2 separate regions of the Zea mays genome follow, and region 2 is linked to region 1. Evidence: chromatin contacts called from public Hi-C data. All regions are on one chromosome and are shown on one strand. The core of a region is the stretch at or near the end of the contact, and the rest is flanking DNA. Distances in the headings are between cores, read along the strand shown.

Evidence for each region. Hi-C and Micro-C count contacts between places; a contact is called where the count stands out from the background.
Region 2: a contact with region 1 is called in a Hi-C map of leaf, with 5 times the contacts expected there. The contact joins the enhancer-like site here to the promoter of LOC103650465 in region 1. A contact is called at or near these places in 9 of 25 Hi-C or Micro-C datasets (bundle sheath, ear, endosperm and 3 more).

Annotation. Positions count from the first base shown.
Region 1 is chr3:118,677,593-118,680,722 of Zm-B73-REFERENCE-NAM-5.0, forward strand. LOC103650465 reads right to left here and starts at 1,597. Exons shown (of 3, transcript XM_008676056.4): 1 at 1,398-1,597; 2 at 890-1,141; 3 at 1-800. The coding sequence starts at 1,078. The coding sequence ends at 492.
Region 2 is chr3:118,847,343-118,850,776 of Zm-B73-REFERENCE-NAM-5.0, forward strand. No RefSeq gene overlaps it. Among protein-coding and RNA genes, the nearest start is that of LOC103652139, 93 kb to the left of the region's middle. Within about 2 kb of position 1,904, at least 20 of the 20 cell types and tissues checked have an H3K27ac peak or open chromatin away from gene starts, as enhancers often do. A contact at or near this core is called in bundle sheath, ear, endosperm and 3 more, where this site is marked.

The DNA.
Region 1 (3,130 bases), core at 347-2,846:
ATCATTAATTGGCGAACTAGGACATACTACCTAACTATTCCCGAACTCCCTCCCTCCCACCCACTAAACCCAATGGCTAATTAATCCTTCAAGAGAGGAGGGGCAGTGACACATGAGAGAGGAAACTCTGATTAATCATCCCTTCTCTGCTTTTTTAAGCCCTTTTGTCCCTGCTCCTCCTCCCCTCTACATTTTTTCTACATAATTTCTGAACCTCGAACTTTATTTACATACAAAAAGGATCTGTGATAAAATTACCTAAACTCGCTGTAATTGTTGGGGGTGGAAGGATGGGACGGGTTTATATAAAAGTACTAGTTTTTTTTTACTTTTTAGGGGGGTAAGATTTAGGACAAACCGATCCCTCTCAATTCCTCCCCTACCCCCTCCTCTTCTTCTACCTCCAACAAGGTGCTCGTGGCTCTTGCGTGCCATGGATGGAAGGGCGGGGGAGGAGGGTCTCAGGGTGCTGGCTGTTGTATGTGCACAGTCTAGGCCATGGCGGTGATGCCATGGCCACGGCCGCCGCGGCCGCGGTCGAGGCAGTCAAAACCCTCGACGCGGACCGCGGCGGGCTGGAACGCGAACCGCGCGCGGGCACACCCGCGCGGCGACATGGACGGCGCCGCCGTCGACGGGCGCGGGCTTGGCCGGTGCACGGGCAGCCCTGGCACGGGCATGGGCGGGCAGTCCGCGCCGAACCTGCTGTCGTGGACCACCGGGTTCGACGCTCGCCGCGGCGGCGAGCCGCAGAACAGCGGCGGCTGCGGGGACGCCGACGACAGGCCGCTCTCGTCGCCCTGAAAAGAGCGTTCGGACAGGGAAACGTCAGCGTCATGTACTAAAAAAACACAAGTCCAGGGACGAGGCGCCAGAAGGATCCAAGCACCTTCGAGAGGAGGAGGTCGAGCAGATCCGTGCCGGCGTCGGAGAAGCCGCCGCTCTGATGGCACCGCAGCGGCGCCGCGGGGCGCCGCGGCTTGGGGCAGAAGAGCGGGCTCTTAGCGTCGGCGGCGCCGGCGGGCGCGGCGACGGCGACCGCAAGGGGGCTCTTCATGGCGGCGGCGAAGTGGCTCATGCTTTCGTCTTTTTTTGTTTTGTTTTCTGGTTAGTCCGGTTAGATCTAGAATTTGTACAAACCCTGCAAAAAGAAGAGAGAAAAAAAAAAGAACATGGCAAGAAACGGTTAGCTACATCAGTTCAACTAGCGACGAAGAAGAAAAAAAAAAGATCTATGGTCGACTATGGCGAGGCAAAGCTCGATGAAGGGATTAGTGACAGTATTGTGCAAGAACGCATGTTATTTACGCACGAGGCAGCAAGGCACGGGCTCAGCTATTCGTAAGAAGGGATGGAACGCAGGGCAGGAGGAGAGGGAGAGAGGGCGCCATGTCTACCTGAAGCTTTTGCCTCTGGATCTCTCCTTCTCCTAGGCTAAGGAGAGATGGAGAAGACGACTCCCCCCTACCAAGAAAATAAAACAAAAACAAGAAAAGAAAAGGAAGGCTCAAGCTTTGAGTGGAGCCGCGCTGGATGAGGAGGAAGAAAGGAAAAGGTGGGGAGTGGGTGCCTTAAATAGCCCAAAAACGATGCGGCACCACAAACCACACGAGAAAGAAAGAGAGAGAGGGGGCCGAATATATATTTATTTTTTTAAAAAATGTTGCATCTGGGGAACAGATTGAGCAGAAGCCGGTGGCAGACAGGACAGGATGAAATTTCGGCATGCACGGCATAACACAGCGGACATGATTGCCGGGTTTTTTTCATCTTGTGCCTGGTCAAAGGGCCTTTTCTCTCTCTTTTTTCTGTTTGAAGATGGCCGTCATGTACGCGTGTGTTAACATCTATCCTATATTATTATACTATATTATTAAGAAACTAATACGATATCTAGTGCTACCATGTCCTCTGTTCTAAAAATTTGAGATTAACCACTAGATCACACATAAATTAGTATTTAAAAATAAATAATAATTATATAACAATGGACAACTGACTAGTTTTAAATTATATTGAATTCGTACTGTAGATGTGCTCCACCCCACCCCACCTCTCTTTGCTTCTTGTGTGCAGTCTTCTTGTAGCCTTGATCTCGCAGCAGCTAAACGGTCATATACTCTACCGTTTAAAATTTGGTTAGCACGTATAGTAGGCCTCGACAAATATGAATAAGATAGTGTGTATACAAGCTAGTTTTGACCACAGAGGGGATCGGAGGTGCAGGCGTGCAGCGAGGACATCAAAGCCATGTGTGTGTGGTGGGGTGTTTGTACGAGTGAGTGGACAAGTGAAGGGCAATGTCTGTGCTAGCTAGCTAGTGGCCATGTGACATGTGAGTGTGAGGCCATCAAGGACCGGCCTCGCTGAGTAATGAATTATAAATATGGCCATGTCTTCAATCACGCAGTACTCTACTTGTACTATGCTTTATTTTTAATTTCACCATCTGCCAAAGGCTGCCGACTGCCTGCCGTTTCTTTCGTCGTCTTCACCCTCCGGGCCTCCTTCGCTGCTTCCGGCTCTCCTTGCCCACCCTCTGCCCTCCACGCAGACTGCTCGACCGGCGGCGTCTTCATGGCGCTCGCCGGAAGGTGCTGGCGTGAGGTTTCCTGCCCCGACCACACGCCGTGCGGCTGTTGACTCCAACGGCTTGCCGCTTTACCTGCAGTGGGGGATGGGCCGGTGGGGTGACCATGTTTATTACGCCAAGATGCTATGCTACTATATCTATCATCGCTACTGGAATTTAGGTCTTTATTGAGTGTCAACTTTTTATCGAGTGTTTTATTTTTGACACTCGTCAAAAAGTTTTTTATCGATTGTTTTTTTAACACTTGGCAAAAAACTTTTTTGCTGAGTGAATGTTTTTAACACTAGATAAAGACAATTTAAAAATCACATTTTTAAGCAGTTAATTAATTCAAATAAACAAATTAACTACAAATTTATATAATTCATCAAGATCTACAATTTATATTTTAATCATTTCTTCATATGACAAAATAAAAGTAAATTTGTTTATAAAATCTATATCTTTTTTGTAGTTTATGAAACTACAAGAAATATGTATAAGATTTGTAAATAATGTTAGAACTATCATGTGGAATGAACAAATGACCAAACAATT
Region 2 (3,434 bases), core at 654-3,153, 170 kb after region 1:
GCGGCAATAGATGAGAAAAGATTTGAGGAAAGTTTAGAAAGAATCAGAGTATTAAAGGTAAGTAGTTATGGGTTATCAAGTTCTATCTAGGTTTCGTCCTACAGTCAACATTCCTCTGATACCACTTCTGTCACACCCGGGTTTCAGGGGCATCGAACCCGGGCGCGAACATCACCAAGTGTGCTAGGACCAAGTCTCACACATATGATGACTCATGGTACAGAAACGAATGTCACATCATTTATATGTAACGAAGTTCTGTACAAAATAGTTAAATAGTTACATCATACGAAGACAACGATCAGCAACCATAGTTGATAGGGAGACGACGGCCTAGACCACTCATGAACTCATCACACGATCCTTCATGCGCCTCATCATGTGGTACCTGTTCTTGACCTGGGGGATGTGAGTACAGCAAGGATGAGCTCACATACATTCATTGCTCAACAAGTTGTGGGGAATAATGTGCATGAACTCACCAAAAGTGGGAGCTCATGTGAAGTGTAAAGCTTACCAAAGGAGATGGTTAAAGCTGAGCATTGCTTTTAGAGTTGGACAAAATTTTATTAGCACTTACTAAGTAAAAGTAGATACTATCCCAAACAAATAAGAGATCAAAATTAATAGTACACCCATAATGCAATGCATATGACAAATTGAGTTTAGTTCCATAGGTTAATCATGTGAGGGTCCGAGCTGCTCATGACCGTGAGCACAACTAATATACCAGTTTTACACTTTGCAAAGGTTGCACATCTTTACCCACAAATTGTGTATCCCATCTAGCCAGGGTTTGCAAGGCCCTTAGACACTTCCGAGGTGAATGGCTAGGGATCCACTATGAGGCCTTTACAAAGTTCCACTAGCTTCAGAAAACCCACTACGATTTCTGAGAAGGGCAATATTGGAATCCCTCATCCGAAAAGCCATCGCAGCATGATCAACCAAAGAACCTCTCTATACACAACTCCTCTACCGCCCTTGCCCCTTTTGAGTAAGGTAGTCCTCCACTAGCTTTCCTAATTAGTCAGCCAAGGGCGTCCCATACCATAAGTATCTTATCCAAGGTGTAACATTAATTTCTCAAAACTAGGTAGAGCGATAGCAAAACTCCCCAATAGTTCTTTTGTATCCAAGGTGTGGGATAAACAATGCTAGGGATACCTATTAGGTCACATCAAATTAATCTGAGCATGTCATAGTGATTAACATGAACATTATTAGGTAAAGAAGAGTGATCAAGGGCACAACTTGCCTTAGACTCGAGATTCCCAGGTACCAACTTGGTCTTCAAGTGACTCATAACCTCGCTGCTATTCGTAGCAATACAAACAAACATGGTATAGAAAAAACTAACATCACACCAACCATAAGCACAAGCTACCTTATAATGTTCTACGCATCATAACGAGATCCCAGGTTCGAGAACCACTAAATACGGAGTTACTGTTATAAAGTTATGATTTTCTGAAGATTTAAGTGTTGGGTACAAAAGAAATTAAGTGCATAATTTTAATTTATGTTTCATAACAAAATAAAGTTACTAGGGGATAAACAATATTATTATGAATTTAATGCAACTGGAATGGATTAAAAAGGAGTTAAAATAAATTAAATATGAATTAAACAAATTTCTGGAATTATTTTTATACTAAAACCAATTTCCATATTTAACTTATTTAATCCTGGGCTGCGGACACAAAACCCAGGAAACCGGGTTCATTCTGCAAATTCCAGTGACTTATTTGTTATTCATTCTGACCTAACATGGACGGTGGGTTGATTATTATATAAATGAGGGGCTCTTAAGGAAAAAGGCTATGGCGAAGGGGTATCTTGCGATCTAAGTCGTCCATCCATCAATCTGCGGCTTGGATAAGATATACCATAACTCGAACCGATATCTAGTGATAGCCACCCGATCTATGATCAACGGACCACAGCGACCCACACCATTATATAACCGAAGCCCTTAGATCAGCGATCGATGGCCACGATTGAATACACTAAAGCGTTTTCCTGTGATCTAATCTGGATCGCTCATCGGGAGATCAACGACCCCCGCGGCTTTTCCCTTCCTAATCACCCAGGCCACGGCGGAGCGAGCGCCCCACGGTGGAGCATTGCCGCTGCACACCCAATCCTGGCCTCCTAGTACCAATCTCCTACGGAATTCAGTGCTATGCAAAGGATCCAGAATGGCGAAGCTAGTGGTGGCGTCTTACCGGAGGATTAGGTCGCTAGGAACGTCTGCCCACGAAGAAGGCGGATCCGCGGCGAAGTCTTAGCTCCAGCGAGCGGTTCACGAGCTCTGAAGGGTTATGTGCCCACCACTGCACACACACAAGTTCCAACCCGGTCTCACGATGCTTCCTGACCAGCTGCCAAAGCCAGAATGGTCCCTCCCCCGGGAAGATCAACGGCGGCGGCAAGCTTCACTTTGTCCCTCACTAAACTTCTCTTCGTCAGTGAGGTTCACGCACGTGGTTCTGGGTTTAATGCAGTGGTCAGCGACCTAGGCTTAAATAGTCTGGGGGGAGGGGGCGAAGTCCGTGCGGTTGTTGCGACGCCCTCCGCGGGATTCGCGATGACTGTTGTCGTCGACGCCGCGCCGGGTGGACGACGGATCTGGCCACCCGTGCCCACCCGCCAGAGGCGCAAAGCTCCTAGGTGACCGGTGATCGCCTGCCCATGAGGTCGACCTGCCCGTGGCACGGCGCGCGTGGAAGGAGGGGAAACAGAGTGGCCCACGATGATGTTGGGCCGAGCAGGTGGTCTTTCAGCCTAGCGACTTCTTTTATTTTTTTTATCATTTCTATGTTTTCTTTTTCCTTTTTGATTTAGAATCTGAATTTGATTCATGTTTAAACCTCAAATTTCGAAAATGCATCAGACCAAGGTTTCATCATGTTTTTGCAGAAATATTTCATTTATTTCTACTGTATTTATTTATTCACTAATATTTTAACCCACGTAGTTAATGAAAGGAATATCCCACTTGTTTTAACACACATGAAAAATCTTCTTGTTATTATATATCTAAATCATATGTTATAAAGACACAACTACTATTACATAATTTTATACTAAAAGATAGTTTTATCTCAACCTATCTAGGAATTAATATCTCCAATTATTTTAGCCCAAAAGAAGAGTTTAACTCATAATTCTTGTATATATAATCCAATCGAAGTATAATTTAGTTTCTAAGTATCTTTCATGTTAGTCTTTTATTTAGATAATATATTCATTTTGGGCCATTTTTAGTTATTAATGTTATAAATTCTAAAGTAGAATTTTGGGTGTTACAATTCTGCACAACTTGTTGAGCGATGAACGTATGTGAGCTCACCGTTGCTATACTCACATCCCCTAGGTCAAGGATAGGTACTACAAGATGAGGAACATGAAGGATGTCGCGATGAGTTCGT